Linked DNA regions of Mus musculus: region 1 is linked to region 2. The links are chromatin contacts, called in public capture Hi-C maps. All regions are on one chromosome and are shown on one strand. The core of a region is the stretch at or near the end of the contact, and the rest is flanking DNA. Distances in the headings are between cores, read along the strand shown. Region 1 overlaps 1810007D17Rik (RIKEN cDNA 1810007D17 gene). Region 2 overlaps Atrnl1 (attractin like 1).

The links. Capture Hi-C pulls out chosen DNA fragments and counts their contacts.
Region 1: a capture Hi-C map of embryonic stem cells shows a contact between it and region 2, with 8 times the contacts expected there. The contact joins two enhancer-like sites. A contact is called at or near these places in 1 of 39 promoter capture datasets (the C10 cell line), 2 of 15 datasets of contacts at CTCF or cohesin (embryonic stem cells and large pre-B cells), 7 of 484 Hi-C or Micro-C datasets (embryonic stem cells and trophoblast stem cells), 1 of 115 datasets of contacts at active chromatin or transcription factors (embryonic basal ganglia) and 1 of 9 other capture datasets (embryonic stem cells).

Annotation. Positions count from the first base shown.
Region 1 is chr19:58,607,080-58,613,135 of GRCm38.p6, forward strand. The region is part of intron 1 of 1810007D17Rik (RIKEN cDNA 1810007D17 gene); the gene reads left to right. Among named protein-coding and RNA genes, the nearest start is that of 1810007D17Rik, 3.8 kb to the left of the region's middle. Within about 2 kb of position 2,807, at least 2 of the 459 cell types and tissues checked have an H3K27ac peak or open chromatin away from gene starts, as enhancers often do.
Region 2 is chr19:57,864,490-57,870,212 of GRCm38.p6, forward strand. The region is part of intron 26 of Atrnl1 (attractin like 1); the gene reads left to right. Among named protein-coding and RNA genes, the nearest start is that of Gm52385, 59 kb to the right of the region's middle. Within about 2 kb of position 4,147, at least 2 of the 459 cell types and tissues checked have an H3K27ac peak or open chromatin away from gene starts, as enhancers often do.

The DNA.
Region 1 (6,056 bases), core at 1,557-4,056, 740 kb after region 2:
GCCAGGAGTCAAGCACAGCAGAAGCCCTGCTGCAAAGCTACTTTTAAGAGAGGTCAGCAGCTTCTTAAGTTCTAAGGCAAATAAGCTGATAGTTGTTTTTTCCTAGAAAGTTCTCTGCAATTGTGATCGTTGGGTTCAGTAAATGGCAAAGTGCTTTTTATCTTGAAATTACAGCTAGAAAAAGTAAAAATTCTTTGGTCTAAATTTATAAGATCAGTGTAACCCCTTCATTTGGTTTCTGACTGGTCTTAAAGGTATAAATATGCTCTGCATGTCTTGGTCATGGAGTATTGGCTTATAAGTTATTGGGTATGATTAAAAAGGAGTAACATTAGTAAAAAGAAAGTTAGCATAAAACTGGTTACTCAGGTTTGGAGTCATTTTAAACAACAAGTGGCATGAACTACCCCAGGAAACCAGGCCTCTAAAGATACTTCTAAATTGGGATAATATTTTATGTAATTCTTATCCTAGAAACTAGAGTTATAAGGGATAAGATTTAAAACAATGTCTCTTTAATGAAGCATTAAAAGTTGCACTGTCATGCATTCATATATAAGAATTGGCAGCCAATCTTATCTCCTTGTACAAAGATCAAGTCTAATGGATCAAAGACCTCCACATAAAACTAGAAACGCTGAAATTTATAGAGGAGAAAGTGGTGAAAAGCCTCAAAGATATGGGCACAGGGGAAAAATTCCTAAACAGAATAGCAATGGCTTGTGTGGTAAGATCAAGAATTGACAAATGGGACCTCATAAAATTGCAAAGCTTCTGTAAAGCAAGACACAGTCAATAAGACAAAAAGGCCACCAACAGATTGGGAAAGGATTTTTACTAATCCTAAAACTGACAGGGGACTAGTATCCAATATATACAAAGAGCTCAAGAAGCTGAACTCCAGAAATTCAAATAACCCCATTAAAAATGGGGTACAGAGCTAAACAAAGAATTCTCAACTGAGGAATACTGAATGGCTGAGAAGCACCCGAAAAAGTGTTCAACATCTTTAATCATCAGGGAAATGCAAATCAAAACAACCCTGAGATTCCACCTCACACCAGTCAGAATGGCTAAGATCAAAAATTCAGGTGACAGCAGATGCTGACAAGGATGTGGAGAAAGAGGAACACTCCTCCATTGCTGGTGGGATTGCAAGCTTGTACAACCACTCTGGAAGTCAGTCTGGTGGTTCCTCAGAAAATTGTACATAGTACTACCGGAGGATCCTGCAATACCTCTCCTGGGCATATACCCAGAAGATGTTCCTACTGGTAATAAGGACATATGCTCCACTATGTTCATAGCTGACTTTTTATAAAAGCCAGAGGTGGAAAGATCCCAGATGTCCCTCAACAGAGGAATGGATACAGAAAATGTGGTACATTTACACAATGGAGTACTACTCAGCTATTAAAAACAATGAATTTATGAAATTCTTAGGCAAATGGATGGATCTGGAGGATATCATCCTTAGTGAGGTAACCCACAAAAGAAGTCACTAGATATGCACTCACTGATAAGTGGATATTAGCTCAGAAACTTAGAATACCCAAGTTACAATTTGCAAAACACAAGCAAATCAAGAAGAAGGAAGACCAATGTGTGGATACTTCATTCCTCCTTAGAATAGGGAACAAAATACACAAGGAAGGAGTTACAGAGATAAAGTTTGGAGCTAAGACGAAAGGATAGATGATCCAGAGACTATCCAACCCGGGGATCCATTCCCATAATTAGCCACCAAACCCAGACACTATTGCATATGCCAGAAAGATTTTGCTGAAGGGACCCTGATATAGCTGTCTCGTGTGAGGCTATGCCAGTACCTGGCAAATACAGAAGTGGATGCTCACAGTCATCTATAGGATGGAACACAGGGCCCCAATGGAGGAGCTAGAGAAAGTACTCAAGGAGCTGAAGGGGTGGGCAACCCTATAGGTAGAACAATATGAAATAACCAGTATCCCCAGAGCTCTAGCTGCATATGCAGCAGAAGATGGCCTAGTTGGCCATCATTGGGAAGAGAGGCCCCTAGGTCTTGCAAACTTTATATTTCCCAGTACAGGGGAATGCCAGGGCCAAGAAGTGGGAGTGGGTGGGTAGGGGGAGCAGGGTGAGAGGAGAGTATAGGGGGCTTTCAGGATAGCATTTGAAATGTAAATAAAGAAAATATCTAATAAAATAAAAAAAAAAGAATTGGCAGTCAAACTTTATAACGTGAAAGTGATGTTTCTAGTATTGATTTTAAAGAGAATGGATTGTTTAAAATTGGGTTTACCTTCCAAAAATTGTGGTTGTGCTCTAACATTGCAAAAGAAACTTAAAAATTATGATTAAAAGTGTTCCATTGGCTTTCAAGCCAAAGATGGAGGCAGGCTGCTTTATGAATGCTAAGGAGAGACTAAATACTGTAATATAAATTTTCTCCCAGAAGCCCGTCTCTCAGTGCCACCATGCCACCACTACAGAGTCTACTCTGTCAGTCAGCACTGTAGCACCTGACACCTGCTGTCTTGGCTTAGGCTTTTCAGTACTGTCCCTCACCGGAAGCTTTGCCCATCCTGCTACCTTTCCATTTACCATCGCTTGCCGACTTCCAGTGCAGGGCTCCTCCTCCTCCCCTCCATCTCCCTATCCCAGGCAGCTGCTGAGACTTCGTTCTTGCCTGTTCTGCTATTTACTTTGCTAACATAACAAAATTGTCCTTGAGCTTTCTTCCAAGTTTGCTTCTAATTTCTTTTATTAGCAAGACCAAGAATGCTTGCTTAACTGCTCAATGCTATTAACATAGGTTGCACAATCTGAATCAGGCTAGTAAACACACCAGGAAGGGAGCAAGCACCCCAGGGCAGGGAGTTTATTTAGTCCTTACCTAATTCAAGTGGTGACTCTCTTTTCCCCTTTGGCTGGGGTCCAACCTCACCATCTTGCAGCTGACTACTTAAAAAGAATCAGCTGGCTCAGGTAAAGGGACCATCTTGAGGAAGGTGAGGCCATGAAGTTCCTGGGAATGCAGTGAGGCCTCTGGATAAACAAAAGTTTTACCAGATAAAGGAGATTAAAAGATCTGAATTCTGGGCTGGAGAGACGGCTCAGTGGTTAAGAGCACTGACTATTCTTCCATAGGTCCTGAGTTCAAATCCCAACAACTACATGGCGGCTCACAACCATCTGTAATGCGATCTGATGCCCTCTTCTGGGGTGCCTGAAGACAGCTATAGTTTGCTTGTCATATATATAAAACAAATAAATAAAACCTAAAAAAAAATCTGTAAAGTTCCTTTACATACAAGTTTCACAAGATAAGGGAGACTTACAGATATTGGCTGTGGGAACGAGCTACCTTTGGTAGAAAGCAATATCCTACACTAAAAGTTTCTTTGAATTTCCTAAGAATCTAAATGTGTTCTTCCTTAGATGTTGGAATTCACTATTGCTTGATTTTGTTGTTGGTAGTTTTCCCCAATGGAAATGCTTATATTTGCACCTTTTACTTTTTGTTTTAGCCTCAGAAATCTACAGTCTGTAGTGCACATACCTGTGATCCTTCAGCTCTGGAGGCTGAGACAGGAAGTATGAATGTGAAGACAGCCTAGGCTGCACTGTGAATTTGAAGACAACTTGGGTTACATAGCATCTCCAACACACACACCCCACATACACACACATATGCACACACATACACACACACATACATATACAAAATATACCCATATACACAACACACACACACACATATATACACACACATACACACATTTACACACACATACATACACATACATATACACATACATATACACAATACACCCATATACACAACATAAACACACACACATATACACACACATACACATACATACACATGCACACACATACATATACACATGCATATACACAATACACCCATATGCACAACATAAACACACACACATACACACATATACACACATACACACACATACATACATACATACACATGCACATACACACACACACACCCTCCATGGTGTTCTAAAGATTTTGAGTTTGGTTATAAAAACAATCAAACAAAGCACAAAAGATACAAAATAATACTTGCTGTGATTGTTAGTCAGAACAAGCTCCTTAAGAGACTAGATGCTCTGACCTGAGGGGAGACCAGATGTCCCAGTTGAGCTGGGTCAGTCATGGCTAAGATGCCCTGTAGGAAGCTGGGACGATCTTAGCATAGGTGGATTAATTAGTCCTTTAATGAGACATCGTAGGTAATCCTTATGCCTAGTGAAGTAGCTTCTGAGACCTCAGGGTCACAGCCCCACTCTGTAGCCTGGAAGTCTGCTCATTTCTGAATTATTCAGAAGATTAATTTTGCCTGCCCCCCCTTCCTGATAAGTTATTTTTCCACTGGTGAAATGAGCCAGTTCAAGCCAGGTTAGAGTATATATAAAGTATATATAAAGACAGGTTAGATTATATATAAAGTATATATAAAGACAGGTTAGAGTATACATAAAGGCAAGTTTACTGGAAAACCCCTTTGGGGTGAGTTCACTGGTCCCAAGGACCAAGGCCAGGAGGGGAGGGAGACAGGGGAGGGAGAAGAAAAAGAGGGAAAGTGCATTTGAGTAGAGAGAAGAAAAGATGGGAGAAGTGGGGGTGGGGGGAGAAAGACACAAAGTTCTGGGTTATATAGGAAAGGACCTCTGGGAGAGGCCGAAGCCCAGTCCCTGGGCTGGAAAGTTCAGGATAGAGGCTAGAATTTGCCAGGTAGGGACCAAGGGATGCTGGGAGAACATGGAGGCCAGGTTGGCTTTGGTACATTAAACATGCACCTCAGCTGTTTGTCCTGGTCCCAAACCCATTATTTCCTTTCCCTCCCTCCCTCCCTCCCTCCCTTCCTTCCTTCCTTCCTTCCTTCCTTCCTTCCTTCCTCCTTCTCTTCCTCCCTCCCTCCTCCCTTCCTCACTCCTCCTCCCCTTCCCTCCTCCTCCGCTCTACGTCTTTCTCTTTTCTAAGCATGTTAGCATGTAAACTGTTAGGCTTCCCTGAGACTTTGGCTTTCTAACTCTTTATCGAAACACAGCCTGACTTCCTGCCACGTCTGACCTCTGTGCTCATTCAAATAACCTGGCTCCTTTTCCTCCTCTCCTGGAGGGGTCGTTGAGGAGCACAGCTTGCCTGCCCTGGGGTTTTCTTTTAAACTCCAATAGAATTGTACTGGAGCCTCCTTTGAGTCCATTCTTATTTTATTAATGAGACTAAGAACCCCAAGAAGGGGCCCTGGTGGCCCTTTCTGTAATAATTCTATGCATTTATCTTTAACATGCTATTACATTTCATGTAATGAGATTCCAACCCCTGTCCTTCATGTACCAAGCGAGTTGCAGACACTATTTATGTTACTCTCGTAACACGCTGCTAAGCCTCAGATAATTTTCATGAATCACATTGACAACAGAATTCAGCAAGATTGGATGAAACTCTGACTTGGCCTTCCTAACCCTGACCTAATATACTGCTTATAAAACCACAAAGCCCCCACCCATGATAGTTATATGATGCATTTTATACTACATTAATACAATTGACACTTTTATGATATGTGGCAGTAACTATTATTTTAGCAAAGCATATATTAGAGAAAGTATTAAAAATCAAAGTGAGGAAAAAAATTCTGAGTAGCTCCATAATAATGAGGAAATTAAACCAAAAATATTGTGTTTCATGATAATTCTATTTAATGTTAAACACTGGACATGGTGTAGAACAGGCAGACACACCTGCATCAAACATCCCAGAGGGAGAAGCAGACAGCAGAGAAGGGGTCAGAGCAGGTGTGTGTGCACAGCTGTGATGCCTTACGTGTAATCTGAGTGCAGGCTGTGTGTGCACAGCTGTAGCACTTTTTGTTTAACATGGGTGCAGGTTATGTGTGCACAGCTATGCACTTTGTTTAACGTGAGTATACACTGAAAAGGGTTCATATGTAGGGCTGGTGGGAGGGCTCCGCATGTAAAGGTGCTTGCCACCAAGCTTGTGTTGTGCCTTAAGTGAGAAATGGCCATAGGTGC
Region 2 (5,723 bases), core at 2,897-5,396:
CTGGACTCCAGATTCTGTGCAATCTACAGATTCCTAGGTGTATTTTGTAAATCTGAAGATGGTTCTAACCATCTTAAGGAAGTCACCCCAATACAAGGCATTAAAAACTCTCCTGAAGAAATAATGCTGAATTCATCAGCTCTGATTTCAAGTATATTACCTTTAAGACAATGTCTACGTAAAAGACAGAGGTAGATCAAAGAAACCGAATTGAGAGGCCAAATTCACTGCTGTATCTGTGACCAAAAATTTTATGAAGGGTCTGAGGACCGTTTTAAAGTGGGGAGGAGCATGCTGTTCAGATGTCAGCCCTCCTCAAGCTGAGCTGTCCATTTAACAGTCAACATCCCAATGTGTCTGGAAATACTTGGAAATGCTGATGACATTGTACAGTTATAAAATGGTATAAAAAGTTGCAGAAACTTTGTCTGAGAATTCATTACTTGACTTCAAACCTCTTCCTAATGCAGGAGTTCTCGAAGGAGATGATTTGGGTGCTTACAGGGTAGTGGCTATGAGGAATTATTAGATGGAGATGAATATTCATAAGGGCATCATCCAGGCTGAAACATTCATAATGGAGAAGTGCGAAATTATGCTATAAGGTAGAATAATCATGTGTGGTACTGGTGGCATGATAAATCCATAATCAGTGGAATAGTATCATATCATATCATATCATATCATATCAATCATCTATCTATGGTAAATTTCAACTAAACTGCAAAGCATTGACTGGCATTTGAACATGAGGTGCTGGAATGTTTGGACATTTTAGGCGTTACAAAAAGATGATGGCTATAGTTATAACCTGAACCGTAATTCATTTGCAGAAGTTAAGTGCAGTTTAGTAGACACCTCCATGTGCAACCTAGGAGCAGAAAACAGAAAAATATTGGTGACCAGACTTACATAAAAATCTGAAGTACTCAGCAAGTGAGATCAGTGGATGAACAGCAAGTGTATAGTGATTTTGATACTTATTGATATTAGTTATCCATCTTAGAAAATGCACATAAAACCCACAGTATCATAGCAACACCTTAGCTGCTATAACCCATGCATACACTGAACAAGCAAACTCCCTCTGCTCTGGTCCATCTGGGAATATACGGTGATTTTACATCACCGTTTATTTAAGATGATTAGTGAGTCTTACATCACTGCTTAGTTCAAGATGATTCCAGCACTGTCGGAATTTGTTTGCATATATCATGACCCACAGATATAGCAGTGACTTGACAGTCCTATTCCTCCACATTCCCTCCACATGTGAAATCTCAGTGCACATAAAGGCTGCACGTGAGCACATACCACGGCTTTACTCATGGATACCGGAGTCTGGCAGACGTCTCCCAGTTGTATATATGTGCCTCGTCAGTGGTGGGTAGCCTTTTGAGCTAAAAAGCTCAGACTACTGTCACCGTTCAAAGACAACTCTTATGTCCACTGTGATAAGAAGCATAAGACAGTGCTACTATGAAGTGGCTCTGCATTTATGTGAACTGGGAAGGATAATTTGATAGCATCAGAAATAGAGTTTCCTTACCACAGGTCGTCTTATAGTGTGTGGGGTTAACGAGAACAGCAAGGCGGAATGGAGAGTGTACTTTGGTCTGATGAGACTGCTCTCGTTTTCTCTGTTTGATGTTACTCAATTGTATGCATTTCCCAGAGTTTATAAAACTGTAACATACAGGGTGAGCTTTGAATATGGTTGTAAGGGATAGCTCAAAAATTAAACTCAAAAGTTTTAGAGCTAAAAATAAAACCTGTCTCAAGCTTTTGGTTTAACGAAGATGAAGAATTTAAATGCATTAATGAAATGTTTTCTCTCTTATTCAGCTACATATCCACATGCACCTGAATTCTCCTCAGATACATCAATGGAAAGCACACGGCACAACACAGTAGCAATAGAACTTGAAGCCAGTATGTGTAGTGCCTGTAACCTAGCACTGGGCACGCTTTGACAGAGGCCTAGCAAGTACAAGAGCTCCTTAGCTACATAAATAAGTGGTCTTCCCTCAAACATGAATAAAAAATTGAGCGTTATATGAAAATGCCTCTGCTATCAAGCAGGCCACTGGAAAAAAATCTAGACACAAAACAATGTCATTCTGAGAAATTCTTCATAAATTACCTTACTTTATTATTATTTATGAATACTTTGTACATTTTGGTGTGTGTGTTTAGGCTGTGGTGATCATTCAAGAGAGCTCAGCACTTTGGTTTTGAGATTGGTTTCCCACTGAACCTCAGCCCACTGGTGCCTCTCTGAGCTCCTGCAGTGCTCCCTGAGCTCCTGAAGTGCTCCCTGAGGTCCTGCAGTGCTCCTGAGCTCCTGCAGTACTCCCTGAGCTCCTGCAGTGCTCCCTGAGCTCCTGCAGTGCTCCCTGAGCTCCTGCAGTGCTCCCTGAGCTCCTACAGTGCTCCCTGAGCTCCTGAGCTCCTGCAGTGCTCCCTGAGCTCCTGCAGTGCTTCTGAGCTCCTGCAGTGCTCCCTGAGCTCCTGAGCTCCTGCAGTGGTCCCTGAGCTCCTGCAGTGCTTCTGAGCTCCTGCAGTGCTCCCTGAGCTCCTGCAGTGCTCCCTGAGCTCCTGCAGTGCTCCTGAGCTCCTGCAGTGGTCCCTGAGCTTCTGCAGTGCTCCCTGAGCTCCTGCAGTGCTCCCTGAGCTCCTGCAGTGCTCCCCGAGCTCCTGCAGTGCTCCTGAGCTCTTACAGTGCTCCCTGAGCTCCTGAGCTCCTGCAGAGCTCCCTGAGCTCCTTCAGTGCTCATTGAGCTCCTGCAGTGCTCCCTGAGCTCCTGCAGTGCTCCCCGAGCTCCTACAGTGCTCCCTGAGCTCCTGCAGTGCTCCCCGAGCTCCTACAGTGCTCCCTGAGCTCCTGCAGAGCTCCCTGAGCTCCTTCAGTGTTCCCTGAGCTCCTGCAGTGCTCCCTGAGCTCCTGCAGTGCTCCCTGAGCTCCTGCAGTGCTCCCTGAGCTCCTGCAGTGTTCCCTGAGCTCCTGCAGTGCTTGCTGAGCTCCTGCAGTGCTTCTGAGCTAAAGTGCTCCCTGAGCTCCTGTTTTAGGATTAGAGAGGGATTACAGAGAAGTTTCATAGTGCTTATTTAACTTTGCTGTGATAATAGAATAAACGATCGGCATAGCATTTCTAAATAGTGAATAAATGACAGCTCAGGTTGTGCCACAAAGCTTGCCCTGCTTGGATGTCCTATTGTCACTAGAAAGCTATGTGTTAGGTTCTTAGATGCCAGGGACATCGAGTGTTCTACCAAACAATAGACGAGGGTTGTGTTCTGCTTGAAAAGTCCCCACTGAGTGTGACAGGGTCTCTTTCAAAGAGTGCTCTGAGCTTTCTTTCCCTAAGATGTCTGATGGGACAGCCAGGATTCTGCCCTAGTTACCTCCCCAGGGGAATGTCACTTACTACTCTGAGCTAGTTAGTCTGTCCCCGATGGAGGGACAGTGAGGACTCTGCACTAGTCCCCTCTGTGATGGAATCATTTACCATCCACTTTCACATCATCTCTCAGAAGGTCCAAAACTGTAAGCAGCTTCTCTATCAGCCCATAACTCACTGATTGTACACGCAAAGGAAGTGTATTCTCCGAATTTAAACACCCCTTGAACACATTATTGCAGCACAAAGTCTCCTTCGTGCCTTGTTCCTTGCGCACACACTCTTCACCCCATCCATGATGGGGCATTAAGGGGACCTTTAATATGTCATCCTCTATATACCCTTCAGGAACTTCCCCCTCCCCCCTCCTTCTGCTCCCTTCCCTACCTCTGTTTCCCCTCCCTTCCTATCCCTGTCCCTAAAATAATAATAAACGATTGGTTCTTGGCACAAACAAGAGATAGTGGAGATCTGAGTCTGACCCACGGTGTCTCATGCTCCTGCTGGGAGATTTGACAGCAGAAGGTTTGGGAAAGACTTTGGATGTTTACTCAGTACTTCACTTCTGTTTGTCTCTCCAAGTATTTAGAGTAGAGAGATTCAGGAACTGCTCTTGAAATGCCACTTACCCTCCTGCCTCCATGCCAATGACAGTTCTATTTATTGTGAAAGCTACAGAGAGGAGGTGGTAGAGGAGAGTGCACACAGCACTTGTGGTAGAGGTGTGTCACACAACACTATGGTTCCTGGCATCACAAGGCCACGTTAGTTCTTGAAACCAGACCTGTGTGTTCAGTCGCTGATGCTCTGCTCTAGTGCAGACCTCCTCCTAACTTGGCAACAATGGGCTGCCTCGTAGATTGCCTGGAGGAACAGGGTTTCGAATGTACTTACCAGAAAAAAAAAATAAGTTTGAGCGCTAATCCCAGTTTGATCATTACCGGATGCCTGTGCATTGCGGAATAAAAACACACCAGTAAATATGCACAGTTATAGCAATTAAAAAGACAATTACGGGGGCCTATGGGATGACTCAGAGTTTAAGAGCAGTGATTGCTCTTCAGAGGACCTAGGTTTGATTCTCAGCACCCAGATGGTGACTCTCGACCATCTGTGACTGTATTTCCAGATCCGATGCCCTCTTCTGGCTGTGTTGGTAACTGTATGCACATTGTGCTCACATTCAGACAGCTTTAATTAAAAAAAAAATTAAAAACAAACAAACCAACTCACAGACTCAGTTGGTCAGTTAGTGCTGTGTGCTCAGCTATAAATGTGGCATCTGTATTTGCACAGCCTCCCCAAGGCCCTGGGACCATTGTGGAAGAGGGGACAGGGAGAAGGTCATCTGAGTAAGGTCATTGAGGACCCAGGGTCCGAGTGCATTCTGGGAATGGCAGACGCAGCAAGCTCCCAGAGTCCACAGCAGCCGCTGTTGGCTGCACAAGATGAAGCCAGCTGGCAATCTAACAGGAAAGGAGAGGTGTTCGCTAATCCCACTTGGCTTCCACGGAAGGGACTTAGTTTTCTTTAAAGGTGTGCCACCTGTTAGATTGGTCATTCTCCAATGGATAGTTTCACACGTGTGAGGTTATAGGCGACACAAATTGGAATAGTGGCTTATTTTAAAGGACTAGAGGCCACATCATTGGGGGTCGGGGTGGGGGAAAGGGGCGTGGATGAGGAGTGAGGAGGATGTGTAAGGAGTTAGGGGAAGAGATAGCCTTGACTATGATGAAATGCTTTGTTTACATGAATGAAAAATTTAAATGCCTTAATAGAAATATATCATTTTATGTGATAAAAACAAAACAACCTGGAATTATACGTCATAAGCCTAGAGATGGTAGAAATGGTGGTTTATATAAAACAGATGTTCTTTCTATCAGAAGATACTTAAGATTCTGCTGATTTTTAAAACGCCACTTAAATTCATTATTTAAAGCAATACATCAATGTTGTTTTGTAGAATTGGCTGCTTTAGTATGAGCGCTGGTGTCCACCAGGCCTGCCCTTAGCATTCATTGTATATCTCTATATTGTATTTATTTCTCTTCCATGGGCCAGAATAATATGGATGCTACTCCAGCATTCTCCTCCACATCCTGAGTTAAAGGGCTGTGCTGTCCCTAGTCAGCACAGCTAGAGGATGGCAGAGACATGGGAGAGGACATAAAGGGCTCCTCAAAATCCTGTCTCCATCTGCATTTCATTACCATGAGGCAGTGAAGGTCCATCCTGTTATAGCTGCGGGGTCTTCCTAACACCTTCCCCTCCATAAAGAGAGACCTGGTGGGTCCTGAGTCGTCTCTGCTTCAGGCC